Linked DNA regions of Sus scrofa: regions 2 and 3 are each linked to region 1. The links are chromatin contacts, called in public HiChIP or PLAC-seq maps. All regions are on one chromosome and are shown on one strand. Each heading gives the region's core, a stretch centred on a gene start, on an enhancer-like site or on the middle of the called end of the contact. The rest is flanking DNA. Distances are from core to core; before and after follow the strand shown. Region 1 holds the start of SLC17A2 (sodium-dependent phosphate transport protein 3). Region 2 has its middle 20 kb from the start of CARMIL1. Region 3 holds the start of CARMIL1 (F-actin-uncapping protein LRRC16A).

Region 1 (2,729 bases), core at 145-2,644:
GTCACAAGACTGGCACTTGGGTCCACTCCGATTAATAAACACAGGATTACAGTAAATGACCTGTCTTTCCACAAAAATGCTTTTGCTTTACAAAGTTGTTTTTAAACATTTTCTTTTAAAAGTGGGTTCTTCTGGACTAGAATCCAGAAGATGGATAATGAAGGGATGCATCTCACTACAAACACCAGACAACATGGGAAGAAGTCATTTCTTCCAGGTTAGTAAAACCGAGGCCCATTTTATCATGTTTATCTGAGAGACTGGTAATTCTGGAATAAAACTAGTTGTTCCAGAGATCATTTACATCATGCTATCAATTCATATGAATTAATTAATCATGAAAAAAAGAAATGTACTAAGCACCAAGAGTGGGTGATCCTACAAGGCAGGATTATGTCAAAATTAAGGTGCACCTGGGGCCCTGCCCACAGGAGACTCACAGCTCCTCTCCCCAGGAGATAAGCAGGGGTGTCTGCTCTTCTTTCCTCCAAGCAACAAGCTCAGGCTGTGTCTTCCAGGCCTGTGTGAGTCTATCTATGCTATGGAATTGGGATTTTTCTCTGGGCAGGTTGAGAGAGGGCACCTTCCCTGGATCTTCCTCGCCTACCACAGGGCTTCCCACCATAGAACTAACAGGCACTAATCATAATCTGTTTGGGCACCTTTCCTCCGTTGTACAAGGAGGGCAACAGACCAGGTCATCCCTACAAGTACACAAGTTTTCTTGCCTTAAATATTATTCACAACTTTGCTCATATTTTCCTTTTTCTGAGAGACAATTTCAACTACACACAGAAATCTGAAAAGGCTCCTGAGTCACAATCTCCAATCCCAAACCTTGTTAGTTCTGATCCAGTATTTTGTTCCACAGCCAAAGCTTCTCCAATTCATGGAGGTGTCACAATTAATACTCACAGAATCCTTGGAGACGTGACCATTGTTCAGAGTTCACTGTCACCAGTAGCCTTTCAAGCCTTGCTCTAGGGTCCTGATTGAATTGATTACTTTTTTTTAGAAAGTCTCTTCACTTAGCAATGAAACGATTAGCAGATGGAGACCCTTAGGCTGCTGATAATGTTTTTTTCCTCTGACTTCCCCTCAAATTCTTCTCTCCCCTTAATGGAGCTCTGATTGATTAGTAATTATCCTCCAACCCAAAAAGAAGAAATGCACTTACCTTCACCATTAAACCAGTATTGTAAGACCTAGACTATAAGGCTACCTTGAAGAAAGAAAGAGTTTTCATCCCTTCTTCACTTTCAAATAATTCCACAATTTCACAAGGATAAATAATGCGTCACATGGCAGGCAGGTTTAGCCCTACATCCTCAGAGCAGAGAGTCTGGGTTTGGTTTTGCTGCTTAATTTTTAACTTCATTTTAAGTTCTCACTGATAGAATGAGTATCTCAAAAGATGACACTATGTTTTGCTGCTTTGAACTCTGCATACAGCTTAAAATGTCAACAAGCCTTTTTCCTGAAAGAGCGAGCAGGCATGGAAGAAAGAGCAGGGCTCCTGGAACTGGAGAGAAGTCAACCCCATCTTCACTTCCTAGTGTTTTCTGTCTCCTTGGACAAGTCATTTAAGCTCTTTTGAGTTGGTTTCTCCATAAGTAAAGCAAGGGTTATAATGCTCAACTCATGGGGATATTGGGCAAGTTAAATGAAATACATATGCTAACTGGTAGTAGGTCCTCAATAAATGAGATGTTCCCATTAAAGAATATTGTTAAATCAGCTAGGTTTTCTTTAAGCACTTGGGGCCCACAGCTTAATAAATGTGAACTTTGACCACTCTGATATCTTCCCATGAAGCTACCCTGCAGGCTTCCTTCCTGTTTCATATCTGTGCTCTTTCTAATCCAGTCTCGGCTCGAATCTTGATATTTGGACTTGTTCTTAATTTGTGATTCTTAAATTTTGGACTGTGGCTGCTACTGGGTCTTCCCAGCTTGATTCTCAACCCTTATAAAATGAAGTCTTGCTCTTTCTGCTTTTATTAGCTTCAAATTGCCTTAGTTGATTTTCCTTGCCTGAGTTAGTCTCGCCACACTCCCACAAGGAACCTACTGGAATTTTGCTACTTGGTTCCCCTGTATTAGGGCTCTGCTGCTGTAATCAATTACCACAAACTTAGTGACTTAAAACAACACGTATTTACAGTTCTGGAGGTCAGATGTCCAAAATGGATTTCACTGGGTCCAAAATCAAGATGTCGTAGGGCTACACTCTCTCTGGAGGCTTAGGAGAGAGTTTATTTCTCTACCTTTTCTAACTTCTTGAGGTCACCTGCCTTCCTTGGCTCATGGCTGCTTCCTCCATCTTTAGAGGCAGCAGTATAACATTTTCAAATCTTTCTAACTCTGGCACTCCTACCTCCCTAAGAACTTTCTATAATTATATTGGGATCATTTGGAAAATCTAGGATAGCTTTCTTGTCTCAAAATCCTGAAGTCAGGAGTTCCTGTCGTGGCTCAGTGGTTAACGAATCCGACTAGGAACCATGAGGTTGCGGGTTCGATCCCTGCCCTTGCTCAGTGGGTTAACGATCCGGCGTTGCCTTGAGCTGTGGTGTAGGTCGCAGATGCGGCTCAGATCCTGCGTTGCTGTGGCTCAGGCGTAGGCCGGCAGCTACAGCTCCAATTAGACCCCTAGCCTGGGAACCTCCATATGCCGTGGGAGCGGCCCAAGAAATAGCAAAAAGACAAAAAAAAAAAAAAAAAAAAAAA
Region 2 (2,729 bases), core at 153-2,652, 650 kb before region 1:
CACCATATCCTCCATAATGTTCCATCACAAGTGACTAGATATAGTTCCCTGTGCTATAAAGCATGACCTCATTGCTTATCCACTCCAAATGCAATAGTTTGCATCTACTAACCCCAAACTCCCAATCCATCCCACTACCCTCCCTTCCCCCTTGACAACCACAGGTCTGTTCTCCAAGTCAATGATTTTGTGAAACACTCTTTTATCATCATCTTTTGAAACAGGATTTGAGAAACACTAACCAGGATTTCTTAGGTCTTTTTAGGTGCTAAAATTAAGATTCTTTCTGAAGCCTCTATAGTATAAATGGAGGAGCTAGAAGTAAACATTAGAGTGAGACTCAACTAGGTCACCGAGAGTCAGCTCTGATATAAACTAAGCTAAAGCAATGAGATGTAGAGTGTGTATATGAATGCAGAGGTGGCACAGTTGATGGAGTAAACAGTCTACCCCAGTATCATTCATTGTCTTCTGGGGAGGTAGCCTCCATATTCTTTCTGGATTTGGTTATTTGCAGAGTTAAAATAAAGATTAACTTGAGAAATTTTACCAACAAAAATTCTCCTTGGATCTCCCAGAGATTTGTTTCACAAATTTCGAGTGTCTGCTGTGAGTCAGGGATGGTTCTAGACGCCAGCATGATGCCCCTGATGTGGGTCAGAATCCCTTGTGCCTGTAGGGCAGTCTGAGCAAGAGCAACTCATGTATCCACCAGCAGATGGCAGTAGTAGTCAGGTTTTAAAGCATCATATTGGCTTTAGGAATAAATGGAAATAGCAAAACATTTTTAACCCAACCTGTTAATCAGAGCTACTCCATGGTTGATGTATGACCTTGGGACAGTCATTTATCCTCTCTGGAGAGAAGTTTCCCTCTCTGAATATTGGAGAAAATAAAAATTGTCTTGAGGATTAAATGAGAAAATACATTTAAATTGCTCAGCGTGAAGGAAGGACTCATAAATGTTTTTGTTCAGTATGATCGATAGTGTTCTCATGCCACCTGACAAAAGCTCAATTTGCCAAAATAGGAATAAAATCAGTTAAAAGAGGTACTTCTTCATAGAGCAATAATAATATTAACAGAGAAAAAGATCATAGCAACTAAAAATATTTATATTCAGCTAGCAATGCACACTTAAGGTAATCATCTGAAAAAAAAAGCCAGAAATTGGGCAGACTTTTTAAATTCTGCTTTTCTCACAAGTTACTTTTAGAGTATCTTGGTTGTCTGATTAACTCCCCAGTTGTGCTGACTCAAAGTGTGAATTATTTGTAAATTTCCTAGTTATCAGAGGGGTATTTGGCTTGCTAATGGACTTCCTACCTAGATAGCCAACAGAGAATGAACAGTGTGACTTTAGCTTATTGTTTCATGGACAAAGGAGACAATTGTTTCAAGACCTCCTGACCTCTAGAATGACTCAGAATTTAAAAGCCTCAGAGTCAGCTTACTTCACTTCTAGAAAAGATGTGGGGGAGAAAAACTGGCAAATGAAGTGGGGGTTGAGGGGTGTGTAGGAGGGGACACTTTCATATGCTTTTGAGAACTGCTGAAACAACAGAGGTTCCCCAAACTGGGACCCTGTTTCTAGAGCTAATCCAGATAATGCAAGTAGAGGTGTTTGTTTTTTTTAATAGGGCCACACCCTCAGCATATGGAAGTTCCCAGGATAGGGATCAAACTGGAGCTACAGATGCCAGCCTATGCCACAGTCACAGCACCTTGGGATCCGAGCCACATCTACACCATAGCTCATAGGAAAGCCAGATCCCCGACCCACTGAGCAAGTCCGGGGATGGAACCCACATTCTCATGGATACTAGTCAGATTTGTTTCTGCTCCGCCACAACGGAAACACCTAGAGGTGTTTATTGAATGAATTCATCCATATGGAAATAATTAAGATGCTGTGGGGTAGAGATAATTTCCATACAATCTCAAGAGTTCAGTCAAAGTGGCAATCTGCATTTCCATTTGCTGTCCACACATCCCCTACTTCATCTACCGACAAAAAGTGATGTCTCACAGATAGGTTGTTCTTTTGGGAAGAGCTCCACCTGCACTGATGACAACAAAGCAACAATATTCTCATTTTTACAAAAATTCATGGGATGAAATTGAACAAAGGAAAAATAGATTATAAATAGTGCTGATGAAATATGTCAAGGGCTTTTTAAGTGGTAGCTTTTTTTTGTTTGTTTGTTTTTATTTTATTTTTGTCTTTCATATGTACTTGCTGCATATAGAATTTCCCAGGCTAGGGGTTGAATTGGAGCTGTAGCTACTAACCTACATCAAGCTCAGGCTCATGGCAATTCAAGATCCTTAACCCTCTGGGTGAGGCTAGGGATGGAACCCCCATCCTCATGGTTACTAGTGGGTTCACTACCACTGAGCCATGACGGGAACTTCTAAGTGGCAGCTATTAATGTTGATAGTCTTCTTCTTTTAAAGCAGACAATTTTTTAGAGCAGTTTTAGGTTCACAGAGAAAATTAAGTGGAAGGCACAGAGCTTTCCCATATATTCCCTGCCCCTATACATTCACAACCCATACCAACATCCAGCACCGGAGTGGTAATATGCTATAACTGATGAACTTACGTGGACAACTCATTCACTCAAAGTCTATAGTTTACAGTGGGGTTCATTTTGCTGTTGTAACATCTAAGGGTTTGGACAAATACACAATGAAATGTATCTCCCATTATAGTATCACCACTGCCT
Region 3 (2,729 bases), core at 101-2,600, 630 kb before region 1:
AATGGAAGATAGTTTTGAGATGTTAGTTTCTATTTATTGCAGAAAAAAAGATACTTAGTGCCTAAAGGACATAGCTAGCTTAAATAAACTGCCAACATTTGAGAAATAGTAGGGAGTCTGAGGTCCAAAGCTCTAAGACCAATCAGTTAACAAATCTTTATTGAACATATATTTGGCACAAGTTTGCTGAGGAGGTTCAAAAATCTGAGATAACATCCCTTAAATGGCCTCCAGTCAGAGTTCCCACAGTGACACAGAGTTCCCAAGGTGGTTAAGAATCTGTCTGCTGAGGCGCCATTCCACCCCACCCCACGCAAGGCGGCAGATGGATCAGGCCCTGGAGCAGTGGGTTAAAGGATCTGGCTCTGCCACAGCTTCAGGGTAGGTCGCAGCTGCTTCTCGGAATCAATTCCTGGCCGGGGAACTTCCATATGCCAGTAGGTGCGGTTATTAAAAAATAAAAATAAATCACCTAGGGTCTAGTTGGGCAGACAAACCCAAACTCAGGGAGCGATGCAAGTGTTGAATAGTAAAACTAGAGAAATATACGAGTAATTAAACAAGGCGCTGTGTGGCTGAGCTTAGAAAGCAGTGTTACAGGCAATAGACTCTAGTGGTTTTGAATAAAGGGATCATAGTCATCTGAAAAACTCTGGAGAATCTTCTCCAAAGAAGGTACACATTGGGCTGGAATCAAAAACACAGATAAGAATCAGATAATCTTAAAAGGAAGAGAAAAGCAAATGGCAAAACAGTTTTGGAGTGCCCGGTTGTTAAGCATGCGGAGTGGGAGAGGTTAGAAGGGTGGGGAGGGACCAGATAGGTAAATGCTTCATTGGGAACACCTTGCTGAGAGGCTGAAGATTATTCTTGGGGATCCAAGGTCGACGGCAGTGTTTAAAACTAGATTATCAATCAAAGCGTAGGGATGCCCTTTGCTTTTCTCTCTCCTCTCCTTCTGTCCTGTAAAAACAACCAGATTCCACAGGCATTCCCAGCCGTCAGGCAGTAAGGCAGCAATTGCGGCGCTCCAGTGATTCCTGCCCTTAAGTTGTTCCTCCGGGGGTGGGGCCCAGGGAAAGCTGGAGGGAGCTGGGCCGGGCAGGATCAGACCTATCAGCAGGCTTATTCCGGGGTTTGAGAATAACGCTCAGCTGCCCCATTATGCCCCGGGGTTAAAAGAGGTTCCGCAGCGAGTGAAAGGCATTTTCCGGGCGCTCTCCCATTTGGAATGTCTGAGATGGCAACCGGCGGCGGCGCGCCCGCGGAGCACACACAAAAAGTGTTTTCTCACCATATGGTTAGTGTTTACAGGGTTCGTCTAGCTCCCGCTCCCCGAAATGGAAAATTAATAACGTTGAGGAAATGCCAACATGTCACAGGAGGGCTGAAAAAGGAAAGGGCGTAGAGGGGTCCCAGAAAGAGGCGGTTTCCCTGCAGATGGGTCTGCGGAATCTGCGCGGGTCTGCAGCTTCCCAACCCCTGGCGCCCTCGGCCCGCGGGGATGCGGGATCGGGAAGCCCAGGCCCACCCCGCTGTCCTCCCCAGCAGCCAGCAGATGGCTCCAGGGCTTCTCGCCTCTCCTTCGCCCCCTCTCCATGCACCAGGCTTCGGCGGTTCGGGAGGGAGGCTGCTAGGAGGGGCGCCGTGCCCGCCGCCACAGGCCGGCGCCGCGTGCCTCCGGGCTGTGCGCCCCGCGCCGGGGAACGTGTGCCCGGGCGCCGGAGGCCGGCCTGGGACGCTGGCGGAGGTCGGGTCTCGCGAGGTGAGGAGGAAACGCAGGAGGAGGAGAAGGAGGAGGAGGAAAAGAAGGAGGAGGAGCGCCGGAGCTGCCCCCGCCTCGCCGGAGCCCGGCAGGAGCGCGAGGAAACCCTGGTCCCCCGCCCCGCGCCGCTCTCCCCGCCTCTCCCCACGCCTTCCGCTTTCACCTAGGGCCGTAGGTGCGGCGCCGGGACCGGGCGGGAGCTGCCAGTGGCCGGAGCAGTGCCGCCGCCAGCCGGGAGCCACGAGCCGGGAGCCCGAGCCAGCGCCGCAGCGGCCCCGCGCCCGCTCCCAATCCAGCTGGGGTCTCCGTTCCGCCGCCGGGAACTGCAAGGAGGCGTCATGTAGCAGCAACCGTAAACCCACCTTGGATTTTGTAACTCTTTTTTTTTTTTTTTTTTTTTTGTGGGGCTTGGGGACGCGGCAGAATTCTATCTCCGCCCCCGCTTTCTTGCTTATTCCTATTTGCACGCTGCATTTGCCTCTAAGAAATTGAGGGGCTCGGGGGGAGGGCGGGGGGCCGTAAATCAGAGTTGGATCTGCAGCACCCCCCGCACCTAGAGGGCCACCATGACCGAGGAGAGCTCCGAGGTGCCCGGGGAGTTGATAGGTAAGAGTCGCGCGGTTGTTGATTTTCCTTTTGCCGCTGCGCCCCCATCACCTCCACCTCCCTTCCCACCTCTGCCTTCCCGCACGTCCTGCCGAGTCCCGGCGCCCCTGGGGTCCGAGTGGAGTCGGACAGGGTCGCTGGGGGGCGCCGGGAAGTTTGCTCCCATCCAACCGCCGGAAAAGCCGAGTCCGGAGAGGGCCGGCGTGGGGAGGAATGGGGAGCCCCGCGAGCGCACTCCGCGGGTCGGCTCGGAGCCCCCCGGCGCCTCCTCCCGCCGCAACCTTCGGGGGTGGGGGGGGTCTAGGCTGGCGGAAGAAGGGGGCGGGCTGCTGGGTCTGGGGAGTTCTGGAAGCGAGCA

What was found. HiChIP or PLAC-seq counts read pairs in DNA pulled down with a chosen protein or histone mark.
Region 2: an H3K27ac HiChIP or PLAC-seq map of alveolar macrophages shows a contact between it and region 1. The contact joins the enhancer-like site here to the promoter of SLC17A2 in region 1. A contact is called at or near these places in 14 of 47 Hi-C or Micro-C datasets (alveolar macrophages, blood, brain and 9 more) and 1 of 2 datasets of contacts at active chromatin or transcription factors (alveolar macrophages).
Region 3: a contact with region 1 is called in an H3K27ac HiChIP or PLAC-seq map of alveolar macrophages. The contact joins the promoter of CARMIL1 here to the promoter of SLC17A2 in region 1. A contact is called at or near these places in 3 of 47 Hi-C or Micro-C datasets (alveolar macrophages, embryonic fibroblasts and mesenteric adipose tissue) and 1 of 2 datasets of contacts at active chromatin or transcription factors (alveolar macrophages).

The regions. Positions count from the first base shown.
Region 1 is chr7:20,662,104-20,664,832 of Sscrofa11.1, forward strand. SLC17A2 (sodium-dependent phosphate transport protein 3) reads right to left here and starts at 1,395. Exons shown (of 21, transcript XR_002345599.1): 1 at 1,178-1,395. The region is part of intron 1 of LOC110261475 (a long non-coding RNA gene); the gene reads left to right.
Region 2 is chr7:20,015,034-20,017,762 of Sscrofa11.1, forward strand. No RefSeq gene overlaps it. Among named protein-coding and RNA genes, the nearest start is that of CARMIL1, 20 kb to the right of the region's middle. Within about 2 kb of position 1,403, at least 4 of the 83 cell types and tissues checked have an H3K27ac peak or open chromatin away from gene starts, as enhancers often do. A contact at or near this core is called in alveolar macrophages, where this site is marked.
Region 3 is chr7:20,035,080-20,037,808 of Sscrofa11.1, forward strand. It overlaps CARMIL1 (F-actin-uncapping protein LRRC16A), which reads left to right and starts at 1,351. Exons shown (of 37, transcript XM_013977486.2): 1 at 1,351-1,765. The coding sequence starts at 1,366.